Regions from separate parts of the Mus musculus genome. Here all the other regions are linked to region 3. A link is a contact called in public HiChIP or PLAC-seq data. All regions are on one chromosome and are shown on one strand. Each heading gives the region's core, a stretch centred on a gene start, on an enhancer-like site or on the middle of the called end of the contact. The rest is flanking DNA. Distances are from core to core; before and after follow the strand shown. Region 1 holds the start of Nedd1 (neural precursor cell expressed, developmentally down-regulated gene 1). Region 2 holds the start of Tmcc3 (transmembrane and coiled coil domains 3). Region 3 holds the start of 4933408J17Rik (RIKEN cDNA 4933408J17 gene).

Region 1 (4,293 bases), core at 138-2,637, 870 kb before region 3:
GTTTAATCCATAGTGTTCCTGTGTGTGTGTGTGTGTGTGTGTGTGTGTTTAATCCATGGTAGCCACACAAAATATGTTTCTTTTTATAGGTCAACACAGTTTCATTGATACTTGAAGTCTAATAAAAAGTGGTTACTTTTTTTTTTTTTTTTTTGGTTTTTTGAGACAGGATTTCTCTGTATAGTCCTGCCTGTCCTGGAACTCACTCTGTAGACCAGGCTGGCCTTGAACTCAGAAATCCGCCTGCCTCTGCCTCCCGAGTGCTGGGATTAAAGGTGTGCGCCACCACGCCCTACTTTTTTTTTTTTTTTTTTTTTTTAAGGGATGCTACGGCAGCTACAACACACTGAATTGATTCCATCTGGTGACATAGGGGGCTGAATTTAACCAAGGTTAAAGGCCAACAGTGGTCAAAGACACGCCCCCACATCATCAACAAAAGCATCATACATATCTGGGTTCCAGAGGACAAACTAAAAAGCATAAGGCAGAAATCATTGAGTCTCAAGAGGAAAAATAAATAAATAAATAAAGTTTATGGAAAGGATTAAAACAGTTATTTGTTGTGCATATTTTTGGATACAGTAGTGTGTGGGGTGGTTCTGAGTTAGAAGGGACCCCTAGTAGGTGAGGCTAAAAACTTGCAGAGTCACCTGTTGAATTGTAGACAATGTTTCTATTTGGTGACTAAAACACTTACTCAATGCCCCTTGTTCCCCGGCCCATGGAAAAACACAGGGTAGAAAAGTTGAACTCTGAAGAACAGTAAACAGCTGCAAGCTGCTGCTACCCTAACCCCACACAAGGAGCCTACTGTGCAGTGTGGTGCAATGAGTGGATCAAGGCTCTTCAGAAGAGTTAAGCGACCCACACAGCTTCAGTGAGGCTGACTTCACGGAGACCTCTCACAGTCCCTTCGCTTGGCTTCTGGGCTCTGACATCAGTCCCCGGGAGAGGATCCCGGGAAAGAAGAGCGACAGCGACCAACTGCACTCTCTGCTCAAGAAGAGTTCTCGGGAGTTGCACCCCTAGCCCAGGGCGCCTGCGCTCAGCAGCTACGGGCGAGCCAGACCCGGGAGTCGGGGTGGACGAGCCGCTCGGGGCAGCTTGGCCCTTAAATCCGGGGCCCGCGACCCGGTCCTGTCCTGTCCTGTCCTGCCCGGTCCCCGGCCACTTTCCAGCGCGCGCGCGCGCCCGCTGCCGCCCAACGCAGGACCGAAGAGGCTGACCTCGGGGGTCCCCGGCCCAAGGCCACCGCGCTCACAGAGCCTCCCTGTCAGGCGGAACCTCACCTCTCAAGCGTGGGGCCACAGGGGAGGCCCAGCTCCACCCGTTCCTCGCTGCGCTTCCGGCTCCCGCCTGGACTGTTAAACTTGGGCGGCCGGAAGTCCCGCCTCGCATGACGTCACGGGAAAGGCGGTGCCCCGAGCGCTCAGCCCGCGGGGGTGCTGGGTGGCCTCCCACCCTGGGGCGGTGCAGAGGAAGATATCCTAGCCTGTAGCTACTGCTCCTTTATCACTCATTTGTTTGCTGGCTACTGTGTGCCAGGCGCTGAGTTAGGCTGTGGGTGTGCACTTACTGTGTTTAGCTTGAAGGGACAAGAGGTCAGTCAACACGCAGGTTCCCTAGCCTGCTGGAGATTACAGTCTAGTTAGGAAGTTAATATTAACACTTCTGTAGGGAAAGGGAAGGCAAGAATAAAATGCCAGGCAGTGGCGGTGCACACCTTTAATCCCAGCACTAGGGAGGCAGAAGCAGGCAGACTGCTGAGTTCTAAGCCAGCCTGGTCTACAGAGTGAGTTCCGGGACAGCCAGGGACTACACAGAGAACCTCTGTCTTGAACAAAACAAAACAGAAGAATAAAAGATGGGGAATTCACGGGCAACTCTCAGTTCCCACAAAAAAAGGTGTCACAGTTATCACAAAGAAGAACGCTCATAATAAAGGCAATTAACATGGTTGGTTTAGGAGAGGATTACTTGAGAGGAAGCCAAGAAAAGCTGCAGGTTAAACATCTAACTTCAAAGGGGTGTGGTGGTACAAGCCTTTAATCCTAGCACTCAGGAGGCAAAGGCAATGGGATCTCTGTGAGTTCAAATCCATCCTGGTCTACTGAACGAGTTCCAGGACGGTTATACAAAGAAACTCAGTTTCAAAGAGGGGAGGGAATGGAGAGGAAATTGTGGCAGGAGTGGGAGAAGGAAAGGAGGGGAAGAGAAAGGAAGGGGTGGGAGGGAAAAGGAGGAAAGCAGAGGAGAGGAACATCTAACCCAAAACGAACCCTAACCCTGAGAACAAACCCAGTAGTGACTTCAGCCTCTGAGCTAGCCATCTTCACATCCGCAGCTTCACATGCTGCTGTTCAGGTACATGAACACCAACTCAGTGGTTTTTTGGTTTTTTTGTTTTTGAAGGAAATGTATTTCATGGTAGAAAGGGGCCAATGAACTGAGTTTTCCCAACATTCCTGCTAAAAGATTGCTCTGTTGAGAGTTCTTACTTCCATCACTGATAGCATGTTCCTATGGAAAGTGTTGCTCCTTTGTCCCAGGTGCACACCGGATGTGTTTCTCAACTGGATACATAATGTCCCAGTTATCTGAACCCATATCAAAAACAACTGGAAACCTAAGAAGTGCCAATCCCCACCTCCCCTAGGAGAAAAAGAAGTCTCTCCAGCTTCTGGAAGCTGGTGAGGAACAACCATAAAATGAAGACGGGGAGCAAGCAGTATATGCCTTGTGTAATCTGCAGCTGCTTTTGGTGTTATTAGCTGATTTTTTTTCCTGGAATTTGGCCTAAAATGCTGAGATCTAAGTAGGGAGAACTGGAACACATGAAGAAAAGAATGCTTGAAGCAGAAAACACAACTCTCTAACACTGAAACCAGCAAGAAAGCTTAAGACTGGATTATGTGGTGGGGGGAAAAGGTAGACACTAAGACTATTCCTGCATTAAAAGTGAGATGTTTCATAACAATAAAAGTAAATAAACTGGGCACAATAGCTCACTCTAGTAATCCCAACACCCAGGAAACTGGGGCAGAAGTATTGGTATGAGTTTAATGCAAGACATTAACTGAAAACAAAAGTTGTTTTGTTTTGTTTTGTTTTGTTTTGTTTTTTGTTTTGTTTTGTTTTGTTTTTAGCAAGGGCTCTTACAGGAACAGAACTGACGATATTTATAGAAAATCTTATTTGAGTGGCTTATAGGCTGCACTGGCTAGTTTTGTGTCAACTTGACACAGGCTGGAGTTATCACAGAGAAAGGAGCTTCAGTTGGGGAAGTGCCTCCACGAGATCCAGCTGTAAGGCATTTTCTCAATTAGTGATCAAGGGGGAAAGGCCCCTTTTGGGTGAGACCATCTCTGAGCTGGTAGTTTTGGTTCTATAAGAGAGCAGGTTGAGCAAGCCAGGGGAAGCAAGCCAGTAAGGAACATCCCTCCATGGCCTCTGCATCAGCTCCAGCTTCCTAACCTGCTTGAGTTCCAGTCCTGACTTCCTTGGTGATGAATTAGCAGTATGGAAGTGTAAGCCGAATAAACCCTTTCCTCCCCAACTTGCTTCTTGGTCATGATGTTTATGCAGGAATAGAAACCCTGACTAAGACACAGGCCATAGTCCAGCTAATCTGACAATGGAAAGTCCCAGAATTCAGTAGCTGTTTAGTACATACTGCTTGATGTTTCAGCCAGTCTTGAATATATGTCAGAATCCTGAAGAAGCAGGCTCTACTACTAGTGAAGGAATGAACTTGCCAGTAGAGTGAGGGCAAGCAGGCAAAGAGCAAAAGCATTTGTCTGCTTAAACAACAAGCTTGTTCCTTTCCTGGGCTTCCAGGAGAAGGTGTGGCCCAGATTTAGGGTGTGTCCTCTGAGATCTAGTGATTCTGATTTAAGGTGGTCTTGTGACCTCAAGTGATCTGGATTTAAAGGTGGGTGGGTCTCCCTACTTCAAAAGATCCCTCATAGATGTGCCCCAATGGCTTCAGTTTTTAGTTCATTCCAGATATAGTCAAGTTGACAACCGATAGCCATCACAGGGGCATATCCGCCATTCCTGTTGAAAATTTCAACAGAATTCATTCTTATCTGGGGGAGGGGGAACCACAGGAGTAATGTAGAAAGTTGGGATACTTCCAAATATCTGCATTCACAGAGGACTCTACCCTCCCCCAACTATTGCAAGATTACCATTCTCTTCAGCAACATATCTGTAAACAAAAGGATGAAAAATGAAGCAAGTTGTAATAGGTTTTGAAAAGAATGTGTCTTACAGACCAGGTTTTCTAAT
Region 2 (4,426 bases), core at 1,440-3,939, 930 kb after region 3:
GTCTTGGTGAGTGTTTCATTGCTGTGAAGACACACACTGACCACAGCTTGTAAGAAGTGTAGTAAAACCAATTTACATTTAACCCCGTCTGGCTTATGAATGAAGAGACTCAGACTATGATCATTTTATTTGGCTTTGACAATTACTAGGGGGTAACACCTAATTTACTTTTTTAACTTCTGGCCTGGCTACTACCCCAGCAGTGTACCCCAAGTACTGGCTGGATCTCCTGGCCATGTGCTCATGGTCCATCTCCTCTTGGGGCAGCTTCTTCTTCTTCCTCCTCCTCCTCCTCCTCCCCTTCCTCCCCTTCCTCCTCCCCTTCCTCCCCTTCCTCCTCCTCTTCCCCTTCCTCCTCCTCTTCCCCTTCCTCCTCCTCTTCCTCCTCCTCCTCTTCTTCCTCCTCCTCCTGTCCTTCTCTCCCTCTCTACAATCTCCAACCAGGTAACTCAAAACCCACCTATCTCTAATCCTTCAAGTAATTGGTTGTAGCCATTTTTATTTAACCAATAGTTTTATATTAAGGAACAAGGTTTGCACAACAAAAACTTCAGGTACAGAATTTAGCATTACAATACATAGCAACAGACCAAACCTCAATAAGGAAGTATTTAATTGGTGCTGGTTTACAGGTTCAGAGGTTTAGTCCATTGTCGTCATGGTGGGAAGCATGGCAGCATGCAGGTAGATGTGGTGCTGAAGAAGGAGCTGAGGGTTCTACATCTGGAAGAGAGAGACACTAGATGTGGAATAGGCTTTTGAAACCTCAAATCCCACTCCCAGTGACTCACTTCCAAGGAAGACACATTCCAAAACCTTTCAAATAGTGTCACTCCCTGGTGACCAAGCCTTCAAATAGATGAATGAGCCTATGGGGCATTCTCATTCAAACCATCACATACATTACAGTCTCTCTCACTTCCTAAGTCTGCATTCCTCATACAAACATAGTCATTCCCTAAGGCTCTGCTCAAATATTGGCCTATCACAAAAGCTTCTCTGGACATCATAACTGAAATCACACACACACACACACACACACACACACACATCACAATCTATGCTTTTTGCGTGGAAGAATTTACCTGAAAATCTCTCTGAGCCTGGTGTGTGTGTGTATGCATGCGTTTTGTGTGTGTGTGTGTGTTTGTTTGTGTTTTATTTTAAAGGTTCTTTTCCCCTTTAAGTGGCTTTAAATTAGGTTTCTGATTCTTTTTAAGTTTTAATAATTTACTCTACTTTTGTGGCCACATTTAAGATGTATACTCAGTGAAAAAACGATCAATAAACAAACAATCCTCCCATCTGCCCTGTAGCTGCTCAGTTCTCCTTTCCCAACTTAAGCTGCTTGTTCACTTATTCCTGTAGCTTTTTTTTTATCTTGTCAGAAATGTGCCCTGTGTATATATAAGCACAGGCATATATCTATATTTATGTATATGTATGTATGTATATGTATCTATATTTCTCTATATAGATATGATACACATTGCACTTTCAATAAATGGTAGAACACTATATTCTCCAGCACCTTGCTTTTCTTCACTTAACTATACATGCTAGAAATGACTCCACAGAGGGCCATCGCAACTGCTACACTTGTCTAATACTCCACTAAGTCGACATGCTTGGTTCCCTGGTCTCCTTGTGAGTGAATGACACATAGGTCAGGTTGTCCTCAGTCTTTGAAAAGGCCTCCTATCGAGAGTTCTTTATCTTTCATCAATGCCTCTCACAGGACTATCAGATAGATGTCTTAGACTTCCATCCTGATCTTGTCAACTTCTGGTTCAGGGAGCCCAGCAGCTTGCCAAACACCCACAGAACAAAGCTGAACTTAATGTTGAAAGTACATTCCCCCCACCCCCTACCCCCGACTCTCCGTTCTTCTACCTGATCCCTTTTTGCCTGAAGACACCCACTAAACCGACACCTTGAGGGTCCCCTCCCCCACCCCCACCCAACGCACAGACCTGTTTTCTCTCAGCCAGCTAGGGGGATAAACACCTCCTCCCCTCCCTGTAGGCAGATCACACTGCACTCTGAGCCTGTTAGGATCAGTGATTTAAAACCTGCCAATCCGGTCTCAGGGGCACGTCTCACGAAACCACTGGACCTTGTGTAGTTAATTTGGGGGTTAGGCAACCGATACCGCATTGATTACCAATCAGTACTTTTTCTCTTCAGATTCCAAATTCCTTGTGGGCAGGGAGCACTCGCTGGGACTAGAGAACGCTCAAGTGGAAAGATGTCCCGGTTTCAAAGTAGCTTACAACACAGTGAGTCACACAAGCACAATTAAGATACACAACACAGTGGGAGTGCCGCTCCGTGGAATACTAGATGGGAAAATGCCCCTCCGTCCTGGAATCCTTAGCCCACTGTCCAGGTCCAGGAAAGCTGTCCAGCAAGTAAGTGTGCCTGTTGAGTGAAATATGTATATATATTTCATTAAGGCATCCGGCAACCTCCTGTGTGCTCAAACCCGTCTTTTTTATCACACTCAAGTGGGTCCATAACCTGTGCCAGCGTCGCTCATCTGAGCCGGGAGAGGCGTGGGAGCGCGTGGGCCCCGTTCGCAGGCAGGGAGGGCAGCTGAGCCCGGCACCTGGAGCGGGTCTAGGCGCCGCGCGGGCGCAGGGGCGGGGAGCGGGGAAAGGGGCGGAGACTGTCGCCCGCCTCCCCACCCGGGCGGCGGCGCAGGGCCGCGGGGTGTCGGCAGCAGCTGCAGCGGCCCGCGCCACCCCCTCGGCCGCGGCTCCGGGGCGAGGGTGAGCGGAGCACGGCGAGCAGCTGCCACCCGGCGCCGAGTGGAGCGGCAGCCCCGGAGGACGCAAAGTTGTCAGTCTAAGCGCAGACATGCCGGGCAGCGACACGGCGCTCACCGTGGACCGGACCTACTCAGACCCCGGCCGGCACCACCGCTGCAAGAGCCGGGTGAGGGCGCGCGCAGGGCGGCGCGGGGGTGCGAGTCTGCGTGGGGAGGGCGCGGGCCGGGTCGGCTCGGAGGCTCAGCACCGTAGAACCCAACGCCGGCCTCTCCCGGCCGGGAAGGTCCGGGGAAAACCTGCGGCCCGGGGACGCTGGGCCACCGCTGGAATCGGAGGCTAGCCAGTCCTATTCCACGACGGTGTCGCCGGGCTCTCCTCCCCGCCAGAGAGCGCACGCTGCCTGCCGGGTCCCCGGGACTCCCAGGGTCTGGCTCCCTCCCGGCACAGCCACCTGCAGGGCTCTGCATTGCTGCTGCGTCCCCTGCCTGGCAGCTGAGTCCCCTGCACTGTACGCCCGGGACGCGCTGCCCAGGTCAAAAGTCGATCTCGGCATGGACGCTCCGGAGTTGGGAGCCGTGCAGAGCGGGTGCCTTCGCCACGGTTTGCAGCCTAATTTGCTGTTGCTGATTTTGGCTGTGAGCGAAAATAGCTCTTCTGAGCAAGCTGTGGAGACCGGCCATGGAGGGCTTCACTATAAAGACGGAGGCCACAGCCCCAGCTCTGGGCCCCTCCTGAGGAACACTTTCCCTTTTGGGAAGCTCAAGTGTCCAGCAAGGATGTGACACCCCCCCCCCCATCCCTTCTTTTGACGGACTAAAGTGCCATTTGAAACAGCACCTCCTCCACTCTGGCAGGCGGCACCTGGAGTTGTTCTCTGAGCCTCCCAACTTCTGGCTTGTCCGAGGAACTGGGGATTCGATGTCGGCTTTCTTGTATAAAGTTCGTAGAGATAGACCGGGCAGAGTTTCTACCCTTCCACCTCTAAGATCAAGTTGCGGCCATAAGTGATAGGCATATGCAGGGGTCCCTTATATATAATGTGGGTATGCAGTCACAATTTGAAACAGTAGTCGATTCTCCCAGAAGTGGCATGTTTACCTCATTTCTCTTTTCACTTTAGCGCCTCTTAATCAATTTAGGAAAAATGATTAAAAAAAAAAAACCCACAAATTTAATGAGTTTGGTGGAATCGCTCCTGCATCGACCGACTCTTTCTCGGTTTCATTAGAAGTTTCATAACAGTGCACCAGGAAAGTATTCCCAAACTCCCTAAGAAAAACATTTAGAGTTTTGGTTACCTGCAGTCAGAAGTTTGCTTGGGAGGGCAACTACTCGCGAACCCAGCTGACTGAAGGAAAGGTCTTTTTTCATAAAACATTTGTAACCCGGTGGGGGTGGGGGACAAACGTAATAGAGCAGTCACAGGTGAGACGGTAATGCTAAGATAATTTGAGAGCCTGGGTTGTCATAACTTAATGGTCTCTGTAAGCAAGCAGGGTTGGTAACTCCTGGGGGCTGGTGAGCTTGTTGACAAACTTGGAATGAGCTTGAATGAGTTGTTGCGGGTCAGGTAGAGGTGGGAACTGGTGCTCACACACTCAGTTGGGGAATGGAAGGACTAGCTGAACTGCAGCGTCTTCCCCACACCTGTCTCT
Region 3 (4,314 bases), core at 1,472-3,971:
ACTCCAAAGAGTTAAAAGTAGACTTGGAAAAATGCTTGTTTGAGGCTGGAGAGTTGGCCAGAGGTTAAGAGCACTGGCAGCTTTTCCAGAAGACCTGGGTTCAATTCCCAGCATCCGCATGGTGCCCACGGCATCCATAACTGCAGTTCTAGAGTGCTGACGGATGCCCTTGTCTGACTTTGATGGGCAGCAGGCATATACATAGTACACTGACAAGACATCCATAAAATAAAATTAAAAACTAGAAATCAAAATGAATGAACAGGTTGAGAATGTAGCTTAGTGGCAGACTGCTGGTCAGCATGTACAGAGGTCTGGGCTTGATCCCTACAAGAAACTGGACAGATGGGGCTGGAGAGATGGCTCAGCAGTTAAGAGTGACTGTTCTTCCAGAGACCCTGTGTTCAATTCCCAGCAACCACACGGTAGCTCACAACTATTTGTAATGGAATCCAATTCCCTCTTCTGGTGTGTCTTAAGAAAGTGACAGTGTACTCACATAAAATAATGTTTTAAAAAAACCAAACAAACATAATAGACTGTAAAAATGCGTTATAGCTATATAACGGGATATTATTCAGTCCTGAAAAGCAGTAACTTCTATCAATGAATCCTGAAGCTATAATCAAACCAGACAAAAGGACAAAAAGCCTACCCCAGGGCATTTATGGGGCTTTGTTCCAGGGCCTCTAGGACCAAGGGTGTTGGAGCTCCTTGTTTCAAATAGCTGAGCATCTGCATAGAACCTAATGTCCTTCTAATTTCTAGACTGATCATAGCCTAGTACAGTGGAGAAAGCAAAAGGACTGTGTACCTCGAACATAAGATATAATTTCTCTTAAGAATTTTTGATCTGAAGTTAGCTGAATTTATAATACATTCCACTTACATGAGAGACAGTCCCACTCTTAATCATAGGGCTGGATTACAGGTGGATTACAGGTGGTAACAGAACTATTTAATGGGTACAGAGTTCCATTTGAGTACTAATGCCACTGCATCATAGTGCTAATCGCCTATACAGACACGTCTTAGAAAAAGACAGGCTGAATCATTGTTTTCTGTAATAAACTAGTTTTCCCTTCTGCTTTAGAGACCAAATGTCAAAGCTCTGTGTTCTGGTGTAAGTACTCCTAAGAACATCATGGTTCAACCTCCTCCCTGGTTCATACTTTAATCTCGACTCCACTTTCTATTGTCAATCTGTGCGCATTCCCACCAGTCTCAGTAAACCTTTGAGGAGTAAGGTGACACAGTAGAAACCTGGTTTCCTGCTCCTCACCCATGCTCCTCCTCCTCAGCATACCTGCATGTTCATGTAGCCATCCACGGAGACCAGGTAGCCCTTGTACTCCATGCCCCACTTAAGTTTCACCATCACTGGCTTCCCTGTCAGCCCATTGAGAAAGGGCTTGGGGTTGAGGGGTAGACTCTGTATAAAAACCAAAGGCAGCACTCAATAATTTTTGCTTACCTCAGCTTCCACCACCCACTCTCTACTGAGACACCAGTCAAGACTTTATGACACAGGGTAAACTCCGATCCACCATCACTTTATAATTTGCTGGAGGGTGTCTGAGAGAAATTTAAGTACCCATTTAGCCAACTTCATAGTCCACTGACAGAAACGAAAATATGAATTATGCAATTAAATGTCGAATGACAGATGGGAGTGGGGCAAGTGTGTAACACAATGACAGGGCACTGCCCTAGGATACTTAGGTCACTAGTTCCATTTTGAGCACTGCCGAATGGACAAAAGCCCCAAATACCTACATTATCCAAGCTCTAAAGGAATCAAAATAAAGGTACAGGGTGGTCTCTGCAGACATTAAAAAAAAAAAAAAAGCTCAATATCGTCAGTGAGAGGGCCTCTTAATGCTAAATCAAGAAGTATTATTCCCTTTAAATTCATAACCACCCCCATACTCCATTCCACTCACACACCATCCCAAAGAATCTTGGAGAGCACAGGGTCTAAATGAGTAGCCAATTTACGCTGCCTATAATTTATCATCCACAAACCACTTATCAAGTCATGTACTATTGTGACTTAAAAGAATGCTCCAATGGTCTCTAACTGCACTTGACAGAGCCTCATATTTCCTAGGAGGCGTTAAGGTCCCAGGCTGTATTTTAAAACCATCATTCTTGCAAGCAGCGGTCAATTCTTGTCAATTCCAACTGGTCAAACCTACTTTCTACTTGGAACTCGCGCAAGAAATACTCTTCCACCTGCTCTGTGACCTGGATGTCTGGTTATTTGACACCTTCTGGAGAAGAGCGCTCCTCCACTGCGTTATAACTAGGCAGTGCACCTCTCAGAGCATCCTATCAGCTCCCTGCTTAACAATCACCGCTACTTGTAATTGCTTATTTTGTTGTTATTATTTGACGGCTGCCTACCTCCCACTCCTAAGAAAACGCAGAGTCTACCTTACCACCCCATCTTCCTGGCGCCTAAGATCAGTATTAAATGAGTGGAAGGGTAGCCGGGGTTTTCTGCGCCAGAGGACAATCTGCTAAAATTGTCAACAGCAAGGAATAAATGGCGCACTGCGGAGCGTGCTAGGTAGAAATGGAAAACTCGCTTCGGTTTACCCCTACCCTGTGAGCCCAAACTAGGCTACACCTCAGGCTCCGGGACAAACAACACGCGGAAAGGTGGCTGGGGATCTCGGGGAGGGGAAGGGCTTCCGCGCGCGCGCCGCCAAGGCCTCCGACGTCGGGAGCAGGAGCGAGCGGCCAGCCGCGCGGCGCCTCGTGGGGATGAATGGGAGGCGCAGGGGGCGGCGGGCCCCGCGAGGCCGCCCGTCCTCCAGCCCCCGCGGCGCTCATCGTCCTTACCATCGCGACCACCGGCGAGCGCTGCACCCCGCTAGCCGCCGACTCCGCCGCTGCCCGCCCCTCGTGACCGGAGCGGCTGCCGCTACAACCAAGCGACCCGCGCTAAGAGAAATGGCCGACAAAAGCGGCCTGACCTTTCACCTCACGCCGCGTTGTCTCGGCTTCTGTGATTGGCCACCAAAGACGTGTTTACTGATTGGAGGGGATGGCGGTACTGTTTCCTAGCAACCAGGTAAGCGTGTGTTTGTGTCCACTGCTCAAGTTCGAAGTGGGAACGATTGAGCGACCCCAATGTCTTTGCTTCGGGACAAGGGGAAGCTAAGTGCCCTGGCGAACGGACTTGGTTTCTTTAGCTAAAGAAGGTTTAGTCTGTCCTTCAGCTGAAAGAACGAGATCGGGTTCTGGAGGTCATCCTCCCATAGATCCAGCACTTGGGGAACACCTCTGGCACGGCCCCCCTTTTATGGGACTGTTCTTTATTACAGAATGTCCGTCCACTTGCGGGTTTTTAAAGGAAGCTGGGGTAGCAAGACTACGTGAGTGCTAGTGAAAAGCACTCAAGTGGGGCTTTACAACAGTTGAAACCAGGTCAAGTTAAGTCTCGGATAATGTGGTGGCCTCTTGTCGTTCTGATGTCTAAGCATTCCCAGAACCAGAGGCCAAAGGAGGTCCGTTTACGTGTGTTTGTGAATAGGATGTGGGGAATTATTGACGCTACCACAGGTTAATCGCTCTGATGGAAAGTTATCGATCAGAACCCCGTTTAATTTCCCCATAATCTCAACATTTCAGTATCGCTTCACCTGTGATATGAAACCCGTGTAAAAAGAGTACTTTTTTCTTTTTCGGGAGATCTAACCCTATATGAACCTGAACGGTTTTTTGTTTGTTTGTTTGTTTTGTTTTTTTGGCATGGATTCCCCAAATAACTCGAGATTCGAGATTGGCCCAGGCCTAAGCCTAAAGACTGTCGTTTATATTATTAAAGTATGCCAACACATTCTGGGGGTGTTGGCTCAATGGAGAAGAGCGCTTTTCGCACGTGAAAAGACCTGGGTTCGAATCCCATCCCCACATGGTGGTGACTCACAACCATCCAAAGTTTCATGTGCCGGGGACCCATCTCTCTCTTTTGACTTCTGTGGGTGCCAGGCCCTCCCGCGGTGCACATGCGCACATGCAGACAAAACATGATAAAGAAAATTTTAAAAATGATGCTGCTAATCTCAGATACATTTTGATCAGACCGAAATCTTAGCTCGGATTTTTTTCCCATGGTAATGGAAGAATAATTACTGTTCCTGACACTCAAATATGCTCTACTTATTCAGTCAGCATTGACAAATTTATAAATCTTAAACTCACAATCCTGGGGATACCTAGTCCAACTTCTAATTTAATACTGTAGGTGATGAAATACTGGGAATTAGACTCAGACAGATTCATGTTAGTATTTTTCTCCTTGTA

Evidence for each region. HiChIP or PLAC-seq counts read pairs in DNA pulled down with a chosen protein or histone mark.
Region 1: an HNF4G HiChIP or PLAC-seq map of pancreatic cancer cells shows a contact between it and region 3. The contact joins the promoter of Nedd1 here to the promoter of 4933408J17Rik in region 3. A contact is called at or near these places in 3 of 39 promoter capture datasets (the C10 cell line, HPC-7-derived erythroid cells and pre-B cells), 3 of 484 Hi-C or Micro-C datasets (B cells, CD4 T cells and regulatory T cells) and 1 of 115 datasets of contacts at active chromatin or transcription factors (pancreatic cancer cells).
Region 2: a FOXA1 HiChIP or PLAC-seq map of pancreatic cancer cells shows a contact between it and region 3. The contact joins the promoter of Tmcc3 here to the promoter of 4933408J17Rik in region 3. A contact is called at or near these places in 1 of 39 promoter capture datasets (liver) and 1 of 115 datasets of contacts at active chromatin or transcription factors (pancreatic cancer cells).

Annotation. Positions count from the first base shown.
Region 1 is chr10:92,721,031-92,725,323 of GRCm38.p6, forward strand. It overlaps Nedd1 (neural precursor cell expressed, developmentally down-regulated gene 1), which reads right to left and starts at 1,388. Exons shown (of 15, transcript NM_008682.2): 1 at 1,293-1,388.
Region 2 is chr10:94,512,168-94,516,593 of GRCm38.p6, forward strand. Tmcc3 (transmembrane and coiled coil domains 3) reads left to right here and starts at 2,690. Exons shown (of 4, transcript NM_172051.3): 1 at 2,690-2,937. The coding sequence starts at 2,860. Gm40743 (a long non-coding RNA gene) reads right to left here and starts at 2,712. Exons shown (of 3, transcript XR_871960.2): 1 at 2,521-2,712; 2 at 2,165-2,421; 3 at 110-723.
Region 3 is chr10:93,586,692-93,591,005 of GRCm38.p6, forward strand. 4933408J17Rik (RIKEN cDNA 4933408J17 gene) reads left to right here and starts at 2,722. Exons shown (of 4, transcript NR_045810.1): 1 at 2,722-3,079. Snrpf (small nuclear ribonucleoprotein polypeptide F) reads right to left here and starts at 2,967. Exons shown (of 4, transcript NM_027246.1): 1 at 2,848-2,967; 2 at 1,307-1,432. The coding sequence starts at 2,850.